Linked DNA regions of Mus musculus: region 2 is linked to region 1. A link is a contact called in public HiChIP or PLAC-seq data. All regions are on one chromosome and are shown on one strand. Each heading gives the region's core, a stretch centred on a gene start, on an enhancer-like site or on the middle of the called end of the contact. The rest is flanking DNA. Distances are from core to core; before and after follow the strand shown. Region 1 holds the start of Kcna2 (potassium voltage-gated channel, shaker-related subfamily, member 2). Region 2 overlaps Gm27008 (a long non-coding RNA gene).

Evidence for each region. HiChIP or PLAC-seq counts read pairs in DNA pulled down with a chosen protein or histone mark.
Region 2: an H3K27ac HiChIP or PLAC-seq map of T-cell acute lymphoblastic leukemia shows a contact between it and region 1, with 3 times the contacts expected there. The contact joins the enhancer-like site here to the promoter of Kcna2 in region 1. A contact is called at or near these places in 18 of 39 promoter capture datasets (the 3T3-L1 cell line, 3T3-L1-derived adipocytes, the C10 cell line and 12 more), 2 of 15 datasets of contacts at CTCF or cohesin (CD8 T cells and large pre-B cells), 24 of 484 Hi-C or Micro-C datasets (the C10 cell line, CD4 T cells, CD8 T cells and 14 more), 18 of 115 datasets of contacts at active chromatin or transcription factors (CD8 T cells, T-cell acute lymphoblastic leukemia, VIP interneurons and 13 more) and 4 of 9 other capture datasets (adipose tissue, embryonic stem cells, liver and 1 more).

What each region holds. Positions count from the first base shown.
Region 1 is chr3:107,098,753-107,104,573 of GRCm38.p6, forward strand. It overlaps Kcna2 (potassium voltage-gated channel, shaker-related subfamily, member 2), which reads left to right and starts at 2,815. Exons shown (of 3, transcript NM_008417.5): 1 at 2,815-3,007; 2 at 4,432-4,759; 3 at 5,193-5,821. The coding sequence starts at 5,353.
Region 2 is chr3:106,937,919-106,943,739 of GRCm38.p6, forward strand. Gm27008 (a long non-coding RNA gene) reads right to left here. Exons shown (of 6, transcript XR_867553.3): 3 at 2,819-3,179; 4 at 1,044-1,090. Among named protein-coding and RNA genes, the nearest start is that of Gm27008, 41 kb to the right of the region's middle. Within about 2 kb of position 2,378, at least 9 of the 459 cell types and tissues checked have an H3K27ac peak or open chromatin away from gene starts, as enhancers often do. A contact at or near this core is called in T-cell acute lymphoblastic leukemia, VIP interneurons and cortical neurons, where this site is marked.

The sequences.
Region 1 (5,821 bases), core at 1,565-4,064:
ACCAGACAAACGGGAAAGGAAAGGTCTGGGTGGGCCTGGGGTGTTTCACCAAGGAAAAGGAACACAGGTCGCTCTGGGTTTTCTTTTGGAACCAAAACTAAGAACTGCAGACCCAAAAGAGGAACTATCAAATCAAAGCCTTTCTGGCTTAACTTACCGGTGGAACTAGTTAGCTCTCCACTCCCTTAGGTTAGCCCGTCCCACAGTGAGGGGGCTTTGCTTTCCTTTTTGACAGATCAGGAGATTAAAGCTCAAGGATTTGGGAGTTCAGGTTCTCACAGCTAACAATTGTCTATGCTGGGAACTGGATCCATGTTCTCTTTCCTACTATTCTGTTCCCAGCCCTGATACTATCAAATGTGTCCAGAGAGTGACCGTTCAGGACAAGAGCTGTTGCCATAGCCTTTTCTTCTTCTTTGCCTTCATTAGTTATTTTTTTCCATTGTCATTCACACTTAGGTCAGACTTTAAAGGAAAGAGGGAAAGTGGATGTCATATGAGAAGACAAAAGAAAAGTGGAGCCCAGAGGAAAATCCCAAAGAGAAGTGAAATTCAAAGATACTTGTCATTAACACACACACACACAGGCACACGGACTTATACACACACACACACACACACACTCACACAGCCATACACACTCACAGGGGCATACAGACACTCACAAATACATGAGAACATACACACACCCACAAGGGGACACGCATGCACATGGGCACACATATGCACATGGACACACACTCACAAAGATACATATACTCACACAGGCACACATACACTCACAGGGACATACACACACTCACAAACACACAAGAACATATAGACATACACATAGGCGCACACACACACTCACATGGGCACACACATATAGGGGGGAATCCGGATCCCAGGACCCCTGGAGTCACAGGTATCTGATTCAAGACCTAGAGCCACCACGTCTTGTCCTTGTGCAGGTCACTTCTTTCCCTCTGCCTCTGTGGCCCATCCAATGACTAGTACTGACAGGCAAGTCACAAGACTATGAGGACTGAAGGTTGGGCTGGGTCACAGGAGCTCAGCACAGCATCTGACACATGGTAAGCACAAGCCACCAATTACGATGATTACTAATTCTCCCACAAGGGTTTCCTGCTCTCCATACCTTTTGTTCTATAAATAAGACAATGAAACTATAGGCATACTCTTTAGTGGACATAAGCATGACAAATGGGAGAAACAGAGACCCTCAGGGGAACCATCCAGAAGGAGTACATAGCTGAGCACTGTAGGTTGTTTCTGCTGAATAGCTGAGACTACGGTAGAAAGCAGGATGAATAAGAAACACAGCCCAGTGGTTAGGTACAAAGAGAAACACAAACGGAAGCCTAAGAGATCTGAGAGCAGACAGGGCACCAGAAACCATTGTTTTTTAGGTGATTGTTAGAGATAAACTCTTCATGCACAGTTTACCACTGACAGGTTGCTTCTTCTGCAGCAAATTTACTTATCCAATAACTTGACAGAAATTGAAGTTTGAATTTGGCAAGTGAAACACCCAGGCTAGACTCTGGATCCTGCATTGACAACCGATCTTCATAGCCAATCTTCCAGGAGCCAGAAGCCAAACGAGTCTGGTCTTACAAGACATTGATTTCCCTCTAAGCCCACCAAAGCCTTCTAGCTTTGTAGCTCTAGGTAGGGTCCAATCTTTCACCCACCTTATAGGCTCCCACTGGGAAATGGCCGAATCTCTTAGAACCTTCCCTTGCAGGGAAGCAGGCTTTCAGAGTTTCTGATACTTGCATAAAGAGAACTGTCTTAGCAGAAAGGGCCAGGGAAGAGTCTTTCACACACCAGAGCCCCTCTGAACATCAGAGCTCAGAAGTTCATTTCAATGAGTCCCTCTGTGGAGTATCCGTGTAGGCGGTTCTGACAGGGGGCCTGCAGAACTGTACTAGTGAAGGCTTGGAGCTTTTGCAAGGTTTGCAAGCCAATCTGGACCCCCTAAAACACTCCTATCCCCAACCTAAGCCAAGAACTTCCTATACAAATTATTTCCGAGGCAAAGGGCATATCCTGCTCTACCATGCACCCCCACGGTGAGATCGTGGGCCAGCTGGTGGTGTTAAGATCTGTGAAAGGGCTTTTGTAAGGAGCCTGCTCTCCCAAGGGCAACTGTGTGTCCCTCCGCCCTCTCTGTCCAGAGCCCTGGGGAAAGGAAGTCAGAAAGGCTAGAAGCCAGTCCTGCAGTTCTGTTGTTCTGCAGTTCCCCCCAACCCCCACCCCGTGGGGGGCAAAGACAGCAGTGAGTTTCTGCTACACTGAGGCCAGGCCCTCACCTGCTGTATTGTCCTGGGAAACCGAGTCTGTGCTGGGTAAGAGAGAGGTGGGGCTCAGGAGTACTGAAGGAAACGGGGATGCAGAAGCAGAAGGCAGGAGTGGGGGGACTGGGGTCTGCAGATTCTGTCTGGCAGCATCTTAATAATAGCAACACATCTCCCTCGGGGCTGGCTCGCGCTCGGGCCTGGGATGGTATTGATCAGTTCATCCTGCCTACTTCATTATGTTGGCAAGAACCTCTCAAGCGCTCCTCAACTTCTACCCTCTCCCCTGTCTCCCGACCCAGGCAGTACCCAGCTGAGCTCTGCGCGGAGTTTTGTTTGGTAAGCTAGGTTTTGTCAAAGAATGGGGTGTTTTCTTTGCGGTGGGGGTCCGGGACACAGGGATCTAACCCAGTGGCCAGCTTGGCGGCGGCGGCGAGCGACACACCTCGCTAGCTCTGCCCCAGCCGGCCCCTTTAATTCGAGTTCGCTGCGGGGCCAGGTGCGGCGCTGCGTGGCGCGGTGCGGCGCGGTGCGGCTGCGGGCGGCGGCCGGGCGCTCCGTACGCGCCGCCCGCGGGACTGCAGAGTCGGCTCCCGGCTGGCCGCCCGCACCCCGCCGCCACCACCGCCACCGCCCGCTGTCCGGGTTCTGCCTGTGCTGGCTGCCACCCAGGAACATGGAGGCTCTGGTACCCATCTGCAAGGGTAAATCAGTGTCCGGCATTCTGCTGCGCATGCTGCCATCCCTGACCGGCTGCAGCGCCCATAGGGGCTGCAGGGTACCACGGTAGTCTGGGTGGGCGAGGTGGTGCCGACCCTTGATGTCGGCCTGAAGGGCTGTGGATCCGCACCGGCTGCGTGGGACTTAAGGGGGAGACTTGTTCCTGCAGAAGAGTGCATGGAATGGGCTCGGGGACCCTGTGGTCTGTGCGTGACATAGGGCGGAGGGCGCAGATTGGAGCTGGCGGGTGATGGGAAGTGCAGCTGACTGCATAGCCACCGCTGGTAAATAGTGGGTGGGTAGGACCCGAGTCACTTGGGTCCTCCTGGTTGCATTTGCCTCTCGGCAACGGAGTAAAATGGGCTTCTCTGCAGTCTCTTGTTTTTTCCACTTGGCCGGGGTGGTGGGCTGCCGTGAAGCTCTCCAGCCTAAAAGGAAGCTAGATCTGGAGCAGCTGCCTGGCGACGCCTGCTCTGCACCCTCAGAGTTCGGGCTCCTGTGTTTCAGGTGGAGATGGAGTCTTGGTGGTCCCTCGGCTGGACCTCGCAGGCACCAGCTAGGCTGCCCTCCGGCCCGCAGCGGGAGCCCACCGCACTGCGCAGGAAGGGGTTAAGGTGGCACACTCTAGCGGTCCGGCGGCTGTGGGCTCCGGTCAGCCCAGCGGATTCCGGCGGGAGCGCGCCCGGCGGAATCCCGGCTGGAACCCCGGGCGATGGGAGAGGGCCCAGACCCCTCCCCGGCTCTGGGGCCAGCGGGATTGGGTCGGCGGGGGGCCAGCCCGGAAGCCAGCTTTCTCTAGGCTCCCCCTCTATGTGAAGCCAATCCGCCCCGCAGTCAGGCAGCTTGAGCGTTTGTTCTGTGCTTCCCTGCCGAGATGTGAGGGATTTTCTCTTGGGAAGAAATCGGTGGTCGAGTGCTTGCCCAGCTCAAATGCCACCCAACCCAGAGCAAGGCCTGAGGCCCAGGGATCCTGGAGGGAGAGTAAGTTCAAGCGACCCCTTCTATTAGGCATTCTACAGAGGCAATCTTGCTGCTTGTGGGACCTCTCTAGCTGGGAAGGAGTGTGTGTTGTGGAGGAAGGATTGCTTCTTTACCAGGACATGGCTAAGGTCAGAGAGGAAAACCCTCCCTCTTGGGAGATATGTCTTCTGACACCAAGAAAGCTGGGTCGCTTCTGTTGGCAACTGAGGTCTAGGGAGAAAGTGCTTCAAGCTGATGGGAAGGGAAAGCTTATGGTTATCCAGGAGAGGTTAGGAAAAGGCTCCTGTGGTGGATCTCATTCACAAGTGTCATGGAAAGTAGATGTGGGGGCTTGTCACTTGCCCTGAGGGGATCTGCCAGAGCCCTTAAAAGTCTTGGTCTCAGCTGCCTGGAAGCCTTGGTCCCACCTTGCTGCTGTGTTTTCCAGGCAACGTCACACCTCCGGAGGACAGCCAGGAGGACTCAGGCTTTTGCTGAGCTGTGCATCTTGCCTCCTTCCTTCCAAAGGCTTCAGACCCAAGCTCCACTCTCCTCCTCAAGTCGTGGTGCGCGCCCCTGGCCAAGCATCTCACTGTCCCTCGAGCCCCATCCAGTCCTAGAGCACACCTCCAGGACCTGCCCTCCTGCTCAGAATGACTCACCATTATTTCCAGCTCAAGTGAGAAGATGTGACGGGGACTGAGCTGCCTATTTGTGTATCTGTGCCATCAGATCTGCTCTTCGAAGAAGAGTACCTCAGGCTCCTGCCTGGCCAGGTAAATCAAACAATCACTTAGTAGCAGTCATATAGAGGCAATGGGGGTGGCATCAGTGACCAAGGCCCAGGTCCCAAACACCCTACCATGAATACCTCCTTTGGTGCAGGTATTGCCAAAACATTAGCACAGTGCCTGGCAGAGGGCTCCCTTCTCCACTCCTCCTGTGCAGCTATGTCCCCAGCATGTGTGTGGTACCCAAGATCCTGTCTCAGCCGCCTGCCCCTAGCGCAGGCCATTCTATAGCTTCCTTGAAAGATTGTTTGTTCCCTGAACCCTACTGACCCCTAGACAAGTGACAAGGTGATAATAGTTTTAGTGGCAGAAGTGATGGTACAGTCATGTTTCTGAACTCTTGGGGACATCAAGTGCACCTCCTGTCAGGTTGCCAATGACTGGTGATCTCATGTCCTTACCTGCCTCTGTCTTTCAGCCGAGTGGGGCTGTGTCTCCAACTCACAAAGGGCTCTGGGGCTTTCCTGCAGAAGCTCAGACTTATGCTTCTGTGTTTCCTGGGGCCGTTATCAGCACCGAGTTCCCTGCTGCAGGCAGCTGGAAGGCATTAAAGTAAAGCACACTTCTCAGCCCCAATTATGACAGTGGCTACCGGAGACCCAGTGGACGAGGCTGCTGCCCTCCCTGGGCACCCACAAGACACCTATGACCCAGAGGCAGACCATGAATGCTGTGAGAGAGTGGTCATCAACATCTCAGGCCTGCGGTTCGAAACTCAGCTAAAGACCTTAGCCCAGTTCCCAGAGACCCTCTTAGGGGACCCCAAGAAACGGATGAGGTACTTCGATCCCCTCCGAAATGAGTACTTTTTTGATCGCAACCGCCCTAGCTTTGATGCCATTTTGTACTACTATCAGTCTGGGGGCAGGTTGAGGCGACCTGTGAACGTGCCCTTAGATATCTTCTCGGAAGAAATCCGGTTTTATGAGCTAGGAGAAGAAGCAATGGAGATGTTTCGGGAGGATGAAGGCTACATCAAGGAAGAAGAGCGTCCTCTGCCTGAAAATGAGTTTCAGAGACAGGTGTGGCTTCTCTTTGAATACCCTG
Region 2 (5,821 bases), core at 1,128-3,627, 160 kb before region 1:
TACCAATCCCTGAGCTTCTCCAAGCTCAGGACTTAAAATTCTACTAATTCTCACCCTGGAAATCTCCACCCTAGAAAGCTCCATCCCCAAGATCCTCTATATAAGCACTGCCCTTTGTGCAGTTCCCTGAAGCTGCCTGCTCCCTCCCAGGAGCCACTCCTGGATTTGTCCCTCCAGACCCTGGACCCTACAATAAATCTCTTTTATGAGATGTGCTGCCTGGTATGACTCTCTCATCAGAAGAAGACAGAAAGCAATGAAGATAAAAAGGGAAGAATGGGAAAGGCAGAGCAAGGCTGAGACCCCTGAGCTCCTCAGCTCAGCTGGGGATACTGTCCCCTGGGAGCTACAACACCTCTGCTGAGGAGGCTTCCTCAGAGCTATATGGTTCTTGGGCTCCTGTGTCTCAGGATGCCCTTCCACTTGGATACCTACCCATCTCTGAGCTGTGTGATTCCTAGACTTCCAAGTCCTAGGACACCTTCCCATCTCAGCAGGAAAGTCAACAAATACAAAACAATCATATATCACATTACAACATTTAAATCAATGATAGGTCACATGTCAGTGCCCATATTATACTTAAACTAAAATATGCCTCTAGTGATGACATAATCATAGTGACATCACACTGTAATGTGATGCATTAGTCACCTGTTTATTTAAGGTGTTGCTGGATGTGTAATTTGTGTTACTGTGCCACCAGCCTCATATAATTATATAGTGTATACAATCCTTAACAATTATAATAAGTGACTGCTACTGAGTTGTATTTCTTCTACTGTATTTTTTTAGTCTTAGAGTATACTCCTATTAATAGAAAGAAAAGTGCTCATTCTTCACAGCTTCAGCATCTCTTTCTTGTATGTTTGACATAATCATGTGCTTGGTTCACTCTGGCCTCTAATTGAACAGGATCTACTGTTAATTTTGTCAGTAATGGTGAGTGATTGGCCTAGAAACAGAATTAGAAATGACTAGGGACCACAAAGCACAAAAATCAATGATGGTTATTTCTCTCTCATCAGGCATGTCCCACTTACCTGTGATCTTGAAGAATAATTGCTAGATGTCAGAAGCTGTGAAGTCACTGAAGGCAAGGAAACAAAAACAGTTTCAAGAAGAGCCCATATTGTATGTGGAATAACTTCTGGTGACCTGAGTTGAAGATCAGGCACTGAGCTACATCAGCACTGAGACCATCAATGACAATGGCAGAGTTTGCTTTCAATGTTGAGAGAAAGGGTGGGCCTGACGTCTGCAATCTGGAGGTTTAAGTAATTCTGGACTCATTATTTATTCTGTGAGTTGATGTGAAAACAGCTAAGAATTCTGGGACACTCTAGATAAGTTGCTTGTGAGAGTAGATTGCTTTCCCGAAGAAATCTGTAGCATGCATGAGACTTCTCAATTAAGGAGCAGATGCCTGAAGGGCTAGGTATGCAATGGGCTAACTGTCTAGGTATCTGTGATAGTCACTTACTTACAAAATTATGTAAGGGTATGCTTCTCAGAACCCCACTCCTGTCGCACAACAACTGACTATTGTCTATTGATCTGCTGTCTGACTTGTCATTATTAGTAAATTCCATGAAACCAAATGGTAGTAAAGGTTGAGGCATTCCTTTGGGACTGAAGATACCAGGCAGGAGTCACTAGGGGGTTCCTCCACAGGTCCATGATCTATCAGAGATAGATTTCTGTGGGAGGCTTCCTTCATTGAACTAGAGTAAAAGACAGTCAGACAGTAATAAAATTGGACCACATTCCATCCAGACTGTTTCTCCTTCCTGTCATCTCTGTCTCTTCTTGGGTTGAGACTCAGGATGTGGTTTGTGGTTTCTGGGAAGTCCTCCTGGACTAGGTGAGGAACATCACTTTCAGGCCTCCACTGTCTATCTACTCCAGGGGAAGAGCCTTCTTGTGCAGCTTGAGTCTGGCAGCTGGAAGAAGGCTGATCTGTCTATTGTAGTCTCATGTGGCTACCCTTCTGGGCTAGAGAATTTGCCTGGGATTCTCCAAAAACAGATCCTAAAATCCAAGATCCATCTCTCTGTCAAGAAAGTGTCACCTGACCTTCTTCAAATTTAAAAGAAAAGCTATCTTTCCCAGGACCATGGAAATAACTTATAATTTTGAAAACAAAAGTTATTTTCAATAGCATAACCTTTTCTTTGGACAATACTCATTAATTTCATGAGAATATTTCTAATATATAATATTGAAAATGGCATCTTACTCCATCAAGGATGTCACTGTATTTTATAAAAACAGCAGCAAAAGCGATTCTCATCCTTTTGGTGAGAAAGCAGCCATTAGGAACTGTGGCTCTGAAACCCAAGGCTTGTATAATTCCCCACTTACCAGCAAGTGGCACTATTGTCCACCATGTGCTCTGGAAATTGTGTCATGTATTTTTTTTACTTCTATGGCACTAATTTCTTCTGTTTACGGGATTTGTCATTGTCTTAGTAGTGGTTTGGTTTGGTTTCGTTTCTTCTTTACTTAGCAGAATATTCTCTGCTTTCTCCTTTTTATCTGTCTCTCATAGGTTGCCAAATCTTAATGAGTCTATCTCAAATGTGCATCTCAAATCCTCTCCCCTTTTAATTTTAGATCTCTAATGCATATTAAACACATATGTGTAAGAGACAAACAATGAAAGCATGTTTTGAAAAGTCTATAGAATAAACTCCATTCACAGTAATCTGCCCCACCCCTGGTCTTGTCCCTAAGAGGCAAAGATACTCCATAAGCCTGGAAATTAATAGAAACCTCAATTTGAAGAAGCATGAAGCACAGTTGCTCAGTGACTTACACGAAGGTTGAATCCAAGTTAATCCATCGAAGCTTGAAAACATCTTCAGCCAGAGTACCTTTAAGGCACTTAGGAAGATGAACTTCAGAATATCTGAATTAGCCTGTAGTTGGATGAAATCATCTAACACAGAGTCAGTCACTTTCACAACAAAGTGGTGAATATCTCATGTATATGCACAGGTGAATAATTTTTAGACATGGTGGTATGTTAAAACAGAAGTCAAAATATTCAAAAATACTGGTGTCATGTACTATGGTACATGGCTGAGTACCCATCCATCACCTATGATGGAGAATGATAGGGAGCTTCAACTCGTGGCTGCTGCCCAGCATCTCAAGAAATTGTCCTATCAGTGGACCTAGAAAAGATCAAAGTACAGTTTTTATTTAAATAAGTATCACTGTTACATGATGGAACCATTGCAAGTCAGAGATAGTGGCCTGGAATTAGAATTGTACCCTTCTAGAGCTGCACACTGCACAATACTCAAGTGTTATTCATATATATACATACATATGTATATATATATATATATATATGCACACACACACACACATATATATATACATATATATATGGTTTGAAAAAGGCTATCAGGAATGGGGAGCTAGCTGAGCAGGCAAAGCAGTTGCATTGTAAGCATGAAGACCAAAGTTCAGATCCCCAGAAATGACATAAGAAGTTTCTTGGACATGCTGGCCCCCATGCAATTCTAGCAGAGATGGGATCCTGGAACTATACAAGTAGCCCAATCAGGGAGTTCTGGGCTTAACTGAGGAAGACAACTAACATCAATTTTGAGACCTGACACCCATGCGTACCAAGTGCACCTGTATGCACACATGCACTAACATAACAGCAAATACACATATATGCACAAAGGCCCTTTGTTTGTTTGTTTGTTTGTTTGTTTGTTTGCTTGTTTGCTTGTTTGTTTGTGACAGGGCTTCTCTGTGTAGCCTTGACTGTTCTGGAACTTGCTCTGTAGACCAGGCAAGCCTCGAACTCAAAGGTCTCCTGCCTCTGCCTCCAGAGTCCTAGGATTAAAGACATGACCCACCATGCCTAGCACAAATGTGCATCTTATACACACACACATGTGAAAAACTTTATCAAATATTTCTTTGATAATTCAATTTTCATCTACTCCCTACGTCCCCCCCTTCCATAGTTTCTATTAACTGGTATTGGAATCTTCCACTGTAAGCATCCTTTTCTTATTCATATCTGTTCTGTTCTCAGTGAAATTTCTTTGCTTCTTTTAAACTTGTCAATTTTAGTTATATTATGGATTTGTATGAGCATGTATTAATTCATTTTATCCCTTTTTAAACATTTTATTCTCTGGGCAATGTTTTCTTTAAAAGAAGTTTAGAGTTCTTATAGTGTTCTTTCTCTCTAGTTTTTAAATTGTTGTGTTTTTAATTATTGTATGTGTATGGTAGATATGTGTGAGTTTGGATACACTCATAAGGAAGCCAGAGGACAATTTCCAGGAGTTGCTTCCCTTCTTCATTTATGAATTCCAGGGGTCAAACTCATAATGTCAGATTTTGCCAGCAAGAACTTTTACCCACTAAGCCATGTTGTTATCCCTTACTCTTTTCTGTTGTAAACATTTCTAGAATATGTAGAAAGCTTTAAAGTTTAAAGCTTCGTTGCTTTGAACCTATTTTTTAGGAATGAGACAATAAAGAATCAAGGTGAAGTCCCCAGTGATTAGGTGGGGCTTGATGACTTCTGCAGTCCAACTTATTTAAGTCCAACTTAAGAGTTACTAAATTTTATGTGCATGAGCATGTGCATTTTTTCCTCTACAAGAAGGTCATTGAAACTCCCAGAGATGCTCTAACTTCTTCTGTTGGGGTTAAGAATACAAGCAAATGTACTGGAGACACGGAAAGGGTATACAGTGCTTCCTAACTCTTCTTCCATAATCTAACCTTCACTTCTAACCAGGTGTGACTGTATCCTCCCCAAAGTCAAGAACCCTCGGTGACTACCTACACAAGCAGAACTGGATCCTTCCCACTTTGGTTTAAACTATCTTTTCCTGTCTTGTTTACCTCACTATTCATAAACTATCTCACAATAAGAATGGACTGAAAAGTTATCATACACCAGGATCATACTAAGTCTTCATGAATACAAGGATGAAAAAAAAAGTGTCTTCATACTAGAAACCTCAGTCCTCCATTAAATCTTGTAGAATGAATTGATACATGAATGACAACTATTCCCTCTACATGACATAAGTTTCCCATATCCATGCCTGCCTGCTAAAATTCTACTCATTTATAGTCAACCTCAAGCTACAAATATCTTTGAACTCCATGATGAAATTAGTCATCTCCATCTCCCCCACTCTCTTAGTCACCTTCTTTATGCTGGTATTTAAGTACTGAATCTAGATTACTTTGAATATGCTAATGGGCATGCTGTGTAGGTCTTCTTCACCTGATGGACCATGATAATATCCCATGATCTATATTTTAAAAAAAACTGGCATAAAGCAGGAACCCAGTAAAAATGTGCTGAAAGTAAGTTTTCCTGTTACAGAATTCAGGGGAGAAATGTTCAGTAGGTTATATAAGCAAGACTGAATTGCTTTATTCTTTTTCTTGACATTCAAACATTTATTAACCTACTTCAGACAAGGCCATGTGCCATATGCTGCAGCTACAAAGATGAAGAAGGAACAGGCATGTCCTGAAATGGCTCAAAGTCTAGCAAGCAAGGATAGATGAGTGCAAACAATTACAAAAGTAGGTGTTTGACCATTAACTGTACTGAGATCAAGGTGGCAAACACTTAGAATCATGTCTGGAAAAGAAAGAAGGTGCTATGCTTGACAGGAAAAGGTAATATCCAGCTAAGATGTGGAGGCTGAAGGGAAGAAAGTGTTCCAAGAGAAAATAAAAGAATATAAAGGAAAACTTAATAGATGTTATTTTCATGTTTGCCTTTATTGGAGGAGAAAACTCAGAAATATATTTAAAT